2 separate regions of the Pan troglodytes genome follow, and region 1 is linked to region 2. A link is a contact called in public HiChIP or PLAC-seq data. All regions are on one chromosome and are shown on one strand. The core of a region is the stretch at or near the end of the contact, and the rest is flanking DNA. Distances in the headings are between cores, read along the strand shown.

What was found. HiChIP or PLAC-seq counts read pairs in DNA pulled down with a chosen protein or histone mark.
Region 1: a contact with region 2 is called in an H3K4me3 HiChIP or PLAC-seq map of stem cell-derived excitatory neurons, with 2.7 times the contacts expected there. The contact joins the promoter of SERTAD2 here to the promoter of SLC1A4 in region 2. A contact is called at or near these places in 1 of 7 Hi-C or Micro-C datasets (stem cell-derived neural progenitor cells) and 1 of 1 datasets of contacts at active chromatin or transcription factors (stem cell-derived excitatory neurons).

Annotation. Positions count from the first base shown.
Region 1 is chr12:57,972,628-57,976,982 of NHGRI_mPanTro3-v2.0_pri, forward strand. SERTAD2 (SERTA domain containing 2) reads left to right here and starts at 1,854. Exons shown (of 2, transcript XM_009442562.5): 1 at 1,854-2,642.
Region 2 is chr12:57,736,311-57,740,193 of NHGRI_mPanTro3-v2.0_pri, forward strand. SLC1A4 (solute carrier family 1 member 4) reads right to left here and starts at 1,532. Exons shown (of 8, transcript XM_009442565.5): 1 at 1,322-1,532.

The DNA.
Region 1 (4,355 bases), core at 604-3,103, 240 kb after region 2:
GACCTGGCTAAGGGAACACTGTCCACTTTTTGCAAATCATGTCTTGGGATGAGGACACTGGCCTTCCTGCACTGTGGAATTCCAAAGGAGTTTCAGCATACTGAGAGGCAACACATACACAAGCTGTGTGCTACAAGAAGTTTGTGGCACAGCTCATTTTTGTAAGTGGACTCAGGACTACTGAAAGAAATCATGGAGTAGGGCTAAAATCAGAAAGGGAAGAGAAAAGAAGTGTCAGGCTGTATGTCTTAACAGGCCCAGGGGAAGGATCTGTATCCTAAAATGACAATAATCAAGGAAGGTCCCAATATGACCAAAGTAAACCTTTGTGTTCACTTAGTATCTCTCTTCTGAATTCCAGAGCACTGTAGGTTTCAATTTCATATATATATTTGAAATATATACATATATATACATACACACACACGTATGTAAAGATTTCGCTCACTTCAAGACTCCAAAGCTAAATTATTCCTAGGTCTCTCCAGATGACTCCTTTGTGGAAAGGGGATGTCGGGTATTCTAAGTGAATTTGAGTAGAGATACAGTGTCTAATTTGCCTTTCCTTAGTTTCTTCACAGAAGCAATTGTCTTTAAGTCTCAAATTACGTGCAGAAATGCACCTGTGGGGAAGAAGGTGGGTTCTTGCCAGTGTATTTGCTTTAGTGAACATCTCCATTCAGGTTTATTGGTGGTTACAGTTACAGTACTTTCAAGTACAAGGGTGTGTAAAGGGTTAAGGTCTGTAAAATGATTGCTGGACAGTAGCCAAGAAACTGTGAAAAGCCATAACTCCTGGGAATCAGCAGGGAGGAGAAGATCTAGTAGTGGGTGCTGCGGAGCACCGACGTCAGGGTTCAAGGTGAGCCAGTGGGAGGAAGATCCGTGCGGGAGGGAGGGTTGGAGGAAGCTGAGGTATCGACATGCATTTACAGCTTCGCTCATACCAGGTTAAGAAGTGCCTTTTCCAGAAACTCAGTAAAGCAACAGGACGTATTCAGGAGCTGTTTCGACCTGCCCACACCCTACCCTGACTTTCCCAGAAAACAGGCAAGCAAGCAAGGGGCAAATGTCACGGCCAAGCCTCCCGCCTACGGCTTCCAGCCTCCTCAGATCCCAGCACACAGCCCCGCCGGACTTCCCCCGGAGCGGTCTCCAAGAGTGGGCACTGCGTGATCTGATTCACTCCAAATCTGGCTGTCCCCCGGGAGTGGGGTTTGGCCGCAGGGGCTCCCCGGCAGCGCCAGGCAGAGGCTGAGCAGCAGCAGCCGCCTGCACGCAGAGTTAGGAGCCAGCCTCCGCCGCCGCCTCCTCCTGCCGGATCAGAGTAGGCAGCACAGCCAGTCCCTATCGCTGTCACGCAGCCAGCAGCGGGCCGCCGCCCCCCCGCGCGGCCCCGGCCCTCACACTGTTATTTGCGTGACTGACCCGAGCCGCGCGGGAGGGGAGGGCTGGCCCGGAGAGGAGCTGGTGGAGAGGGGGAGGCCTGGCCCGCCCGCTCCTTCCCCTCTGGCCGGCGGCGGAAGCCATCTCCTCCCCATTGGCCACACGCTCGCGTCCATCACTCCCGCGAGGCGCTCGGATTGGCAGAAGGCGCACTTCTGGAGCGAGGAGGGCCGAGTGACTCCGCGGGTCTCCGGCGCCTCCTCCTTCCCTCCACCCTAACACTTGAACGTCCACCCACCTCTCCCCACCCCCCACTCCACTGCCCCCGCCCCGCTCGCGGCAGTGTCCTTAGAAGACTCATTGGGCCAGGGGTGCAGCCAGCCGCTTAACGAGCCGCGCCGCCATAGGTCGAGGCCCACGCCCGTCGGAACGATGGGCCTCACCATTGGGTAGCTCCGCTCCGCTCCGCCCCCTCAGCTCCTCACCCTCTCGTCGCCGCCTCTTAGCCCAGCTCTTTCTCGGCCCCCTTACCCCGCCCGTCCCCGCCGCATCACCCCTGTCCAGCTGGGCGGGGATTGCTGTACGACTCTGTAAAGTCTGTGAGTCACTGCACAACCCATCAATCCAATTAAATGTCTTGAGCGAGCCGAGCAGGCGGTGCTGCCGCCCGCCGCCGCTCGCCCCGCCGCGGCCGCCCCTGCTCCTGCTTGCAGCGCCCCTCTGATCCATGGCTGTCTGTCTGTACTTGTTACGGTGTAACATCCTCCTCCTCCTTCTCCTCCTCCTCCTCGGGAGCCGCTGCAACTTCCCCTCAGCCAGCCTCCTCCTCTGCCTGGGGACTGCAAAGGCATGGGATAGACCCAGAGCCGCTTCCCTCTGTCTCCCCTCCAGCCCTCGCTCAATTTTCCCCCCTTTAAATTAAAGTCTGTTCCTCGCTCCTCGTCGTTTTAGAGATTTATTGGTTGGTCTATTATTTCCCCTGATTTTATTTTCCCTCTCTGGGGCAGAGATCGTAGGGGCCGGTGGGTTTATTTTAGGGAGGGGGCGCTCCATCACCCCACCCCTCCGTTTCTCCTTCTCCCTTTTCGGCCGTGACTTGATTTCCCCGCTCCTCTGCGCTCCCACCCCTCGAACTCACCGTCCTGTACTCGAGTGACGCACAGAACACCCCCCGCCCACAGCCCAGACGCCCCCTCCCTCGCTGCCACCCCGACCCGTCTCGGAGCTGGACTGGGTGCCGACTTCTTCGCAGAAGGGTGAGTGCTGTGCTGGGTTGGGTGGGGAGGATCTGAAAAAATTTGGTGGCCGGTCCGCTGTTGGGGAGGGCAGGGATCAGGTTGTGGGCTGCAGGTTCCCGGTCCGGCGTGGATTTAAGGTGGCGACTCCCTCCTTTCCTCCCTCCCTCGCTCCCGCTTCCCCCGCCCCTCAGCTCCTTATTCACCAGCCTTGCTGTATGTCTAGGTATTGCCAGACTTCCACCATCGGGGCATTATAACGCTTATAAAACATTTGGTAATGGCATGCTTTCTATCTTTAGGATGCTTAGAGAGCAGTGATAGCCACCAATGTGATCTGATAGATTCTATCACCTGCAAAAAGTGTAAAAGGGACGATGGGTACGTTTTCTTCTAATTCAAAGTTAAACTTTTATTCAATAAAGGCAAGGCAGAAAGGTATTTATAATTTTAATGCGTGGCGATAGGGCAGCGATAAAGCAGAGAAAGACAGATTGTCTAGTGGCATTGCTTAGTGTTTTTATTTGAAAATAGTTTTATGGGTTCCCTATTGAAAAAATATCAAGTCCGTATCAAAGGTTATGAAGTCTTTGAACCTGTTGGAGGAAAGCAAGGTAAGATGGAAATCCAGCTTGACACTTCATCTTTAGCTCACCTCTGTTACAGGGAGGCATTACAACACAGAGTTTTAAATTTCTCAGTCACTGGACACAATGGAGCATGTTAAGGATATGAGAGAAATATGGATTATTTCTCTTTTGATATCCATCTTTTGTGTACTTCATTGCTTGTTCAGCAATGTCATACTACAGAATTTTGTAAAATTTTGATTTGGTTTCTTGGTTGTCCATAGCTCAGAAGTACAAATACCTGTCTATATATGCTTTATGAGGATGTTGCCATATGCATCTTTCATATTTTGTTTGAAATAAAAGTAAAAATTATGAGAAATAGTTGCTCAGAGTTGGCTTCTGAGGTTGCTTTTTAGAATTCAGCTGTTTTAAAATGGTATTACTCTTTTTGAGTCAAGTTCTGGGCTAGTTGTCCACAAGATTCAAATGAGGCCAAACCAAACATGTTTTGAAACATTGAAGTACAGGAAAGGCCTCTTAATAGTTCATTCTCTCCTTCTCTTTCAGAGTAACCAGAATAAGTTGTTACTAAATTTAATTTTAAAGAATAGACTGTTCCTGTACCGAAATCTGCCAAGTTGCTACAGAAATATTTCTTTTTAAAGAGCAGAAATGTGTTTATGATCAGCCCAAAGTAGTAAAGATGAAAAGTGACTTAAATGTAAATGCTGTCTTAAAGAAATGCTTGTCATAAGCCCCAAAACCTTCCAGAGTGTTTCAGGAAGACTTACACAAAACCTTTTTGAATTGTTTAGTAAATTTTATCATGTGACCTTTTTTATGAGTGTTAAGACTGAATTATTGAAAGACCTCATAGCACAAGGGAGCCATGCTGCCAGAGTTTGAATCTTACCACCATCCCTCACTGGCTGTGTGACCTTGGGGACGTTTCTAACCTGGCTTTTGTGGGTTTTGTCCTGTAGATGGAAAGAATGACTTCTCAAGGGGTTGTTGTAAGGTTGCATGAGAGTACATGTCACAGAGCACTCCAGGTTAGCTACCCCATCATCACCAGCAGTCTTAGAGAGGTGTCTAGTGTAGTGGTTAAGAGTAGGACCTCACGCTGGTTCATGCCTGTAATCCTAGCACTTTGGGAGGCTGA
Region 2 (3,883 bases), core at 282-2,781:
CCAGGCTGCAGACCACCAGCGGCAGGATGATCATGCGCAGCATGCGGAGCAGCATCTCGCCGGGGAAGGCCAGGTAGGTGACCTGCGTGCGGCTCAGGCTGAGCCCGCGCAACGCCGCGCCCAGGCCCGCGCCCGCCAGCACCCCGGACACGGTGAGCAGCACCAGCGCTTGGCGCCGCAGGAAGCCCGCGCAACGCCGTGCGCGTCCCGCCGCGGTCCCCGGAGCTCCGGGCCCGGCCGCAGGCCCCGCCTGAGCGCTGTCAAGGTAGCCGTTGGTCTCGTTGCTCTTCTCCATGGCGCTACACGCCGCTCCGAGCTAGAGGTGGCAGGGGACGTGGGCTCTGGCAAAAGACGGGGTTCCCAATGAATGGGTCGGTCGGCCAGTTGTGCTCCGCAGGTTCTGGGAAGCCGCCCCGGGGGTCTCCCGGCCTGGCGCAGGAGCAGGTGCGAGAAAGGCGAGGAGAGGCGCAGAGTGCGGGTTGGAGCCGCGGGCGGAGAGGATCGCGCCCAGCCTCCCTGGAGCAGCCGCCGGCTGGAGATGATGCAAACGGGAGCCGCGAACGCGGACGCAGAGGGGGAAGTAGGAGGGAGCGCGAGCGGCCCCAGCCCGCCCACTTCACGCCCGCCGTCCCGCCCCCTGCGGCGCTGGCCAATCACAGCCCGGGAGCCGCCGCCGGGAGCCTCTGGTCCCCACCCGTGTCGCGGGTGCCGCAGGGGGCGGCCGGGCGGGAGGCTCCACCCGAGGCCGCGGGGGCGCGGGCGGCGCCGGCCAATCCTGGCGCCAATAGCCGCCTACCCGCCCGGCTAACGGAGGCCGGCTCCGGGCGACCGCGGGGAAGTGCGGGCTGAAGGACCGCCCGGACTCGTTGGCACCTGCCGGGCCCTCTCCCGCGGCCGGGATCTGAGTCCTCGGGGCCAGAGGGCCCGGGAGAACTTAGAACGCAGCGGCGTTCCTCCTCCTGAGGACTGTGGGAGGGGAGGGGAGGGGAGGAGAGGGGAGGAGAGGGGAGGGTCCCTCTCTCCCGGGTGGCGCTTTCGCCCCCGCGCGGCCCGCTCTCCTCTCCAGAGCTCGCCGGCCTCTCCCGCCAGGGGGCCGGGCGCGGTGAGGGGGGCCGGGCGCGGTGAGGGGGCCCGGGGCGGTTCTGCCGCCGCGTCCCCTCCTGCGGAAGATGCCTTGTTCCAGGGGTCCTCAGGGGCTTGTGCGGTAAAGCACGCCATGGTGCCCAGCAAGGCCCCGGCCTTGAGACAAAGGACGGACCGGAGGATGGATGAATAAGGGGAGCCTTCGCACGCGCTCATTAGGGCTCTAACGCAGCCATACCGCTAGAGAAAGGGGGCTCGCTGTGCCACCAAACCCGGCGCCCCTGGGCCGCGGAACCGCGCGCACCGGGGCGCTCCTGGGCTTGTGTCCTGGGGCCATCAGGATGGGGCTGGGTCGCCCGCCAGGCAGCTGTCTGCGGTATGGGCGTTTAAGACGCAAAGCTCTTCTAGAAGAAACAGAGCTCTCACGCCACCACTTCCAGTTGGTTTCTGCCACGTAACCAAAGCTGAAACACAAGCCACTGGATTTTAACCTCTTCCGTTCCCAGGCCTGAGCCCTGGCGAGAAAACAGCGCAGACGGCGGTTTGGCCATCCTGAACGGTTCCTTATTGTTCACGTTCTATGGATTTCCTGTTTATTTCATCTTTTATTTGATATCTGCTTTGGCCACGCGAGTTACAAGGGAAACTTCTGCTGAGTCTTTTTACTGTGTCACAGTTATTATATTTTTATATTTTCTTATTCTGCTTGTGAATTGTTCTTTAAAGACTTCCGTGAGTGGTCTTTTGTTTTTTCTTTTTCCTTCCTTCTTTCCTTCCTTCCTTCCTCCCTCCCTCCCTTCCTTCCTTCTTTCCTTCTTTCCCTTTCTTTCCTTTCTTTCCTCTCTTTCTGGGACAAGGTCTCGCTATGTTGCCCAGGCTGGTCTCCCAGTTCCTGGGCTTATGGGATCCTCCTTGGTAGCTGGCACCACCCACTGTGCCAGGCAAGGGAAGACCTAATTGTGGCTAACCTCAATTAAGGAGGAAGGCAATTTACTATAGATTTCTTGCTAAAAAGGAGTCATCTTAAAACGTCATGACATATTTGTGCAAATCAAAATGCCTTCATAAGGAACTTTAAGGAGCTGTCCAAATTTTGAGACAGTGAGTATTTTATTGCTTGGAGCCAGCCAGCTATTGGCTAGAACTTGTAAGGATTGTGTGTGTGTGGGGGGGGGGGGGGGGGCGGGGGAGGTAGTGTCAGATGAAGAGCTGCACATATTTGTATCTGGTTTTCCAGAATGCAGTTCATTTCTCTATGTGCACTGAAGAAAGAGTAATTCCTACAGACACACACTGTGTTTTGCCAATCAGCCCTTCCCTTTGTTTTGACTACCACGTTTATGCAAAAGACTCTCAAATCATGCTCCAGAAATGAGTCTTCGGCTGCCTGTTTTACATCTTCACCTGAATATCCTGCAGGCGTCCCAACTAAAATGTTCAAAACCAAACTCATGGTTGCCTTCCTCAAACCTGCTCATCCCTTCGGTTAAAACATAATTGATGACCCAGTCACCTCTGTGTGAAACTTCAAAGTGAACTTTGATTCTTCCCTCTGTGGTGCCTTCTCTCATCTAATGAATTGCCAAGTCCCACAGAGATTCCTTTCACAATATTTATCACATCTGCCCATCCCATCTATTCCCACTGCTACCACACTGGCTCAGTTCTTATTTCCTCACTTCTTATCTGGGCTATTGAAATGTTCTCCTAATTAGTCTTCCCACTTCCAATGCTCCTTTTGTTCCAACCATCCTGTATTTTGCCTTGCCCCAGGCTAATCTTCCTAATGAGTAATATACATGTTAGGATAAAGTTCAGCTTTCACCCAGCAGAAAAGAAAGAGCAATGAGGGCATGCCTTCTCTCTTTAAAAAAACTTCCTAAAAGTCATACACATTATTTCTCTTATATTTCATCGATAAGAATTTAGTCAAATGACCATACTTTTCTGCAAGAAACGTTAGGGAATGTAATTTTTGTTTTACACAGGCATCCACCCAGTTAAAAAATTGGAGTTTCTGTTACTAAGGAAACACAGAAAAATGATATTGGAGGACAACTCCTTCATATCACTTCTTGTTCAAAAGCTTTCAGTGGCTCCCAGTGAATTAAGAATGTGTTCCTCATCCTGGCATTCGAGGCCTACCGTGATCTGGCCTCAGCCTGCTCTCTAGCCATGTGCCCTCTATGCCTCCTGCAAAAATGGCACTGTGTGCTCCTTCCACATTGTTCTGCCTCTCCATCCAGTCCCAGTTCAGATACCACATTCCTCCCATAGCCTTTCTGAATCCTCTTTGCACCAACTCTGCTTGCTGCCTGCAGCTTTTTATGCTGTACCTGTGCACTCCAAAGCTGCAATAACAGTCAGTCAACCCTCAATTGGGAGTGGAGAACTCCCTGAACTACTAGACATCATGTGGTGCTGAGTGTGAGAGCACTGTTTGGGGGTGCCTTATACTATGCTACATATATCTGTCATTGAATTAGCGAAAGGGTCTCTTGGGGCCTTTTATCTCCAGAGGGCTGCCCTGTAGCCACTCTGCCTACTTGTGAGGCAAACCAAGAAACAGGTGTCCTCTTCTGGCCTCAGCAACATTTGGTGGTATTACTATATCTCTCTATGAAAGGGTTCACTTTCTGCCACCTTTTTCCCTCTTTCTTCCTCTCCTTTTGCATTTTTTGGTCTTTTGATAATTTTACATGCCTCCTGTTTGTAGGTATTTTGTGCAAAAAAAAAGTTGATTCCTGTGTTAGACACCTTCCCCCACAGTACTTATATGTGTTTTCCCTGGTTTCTGGAT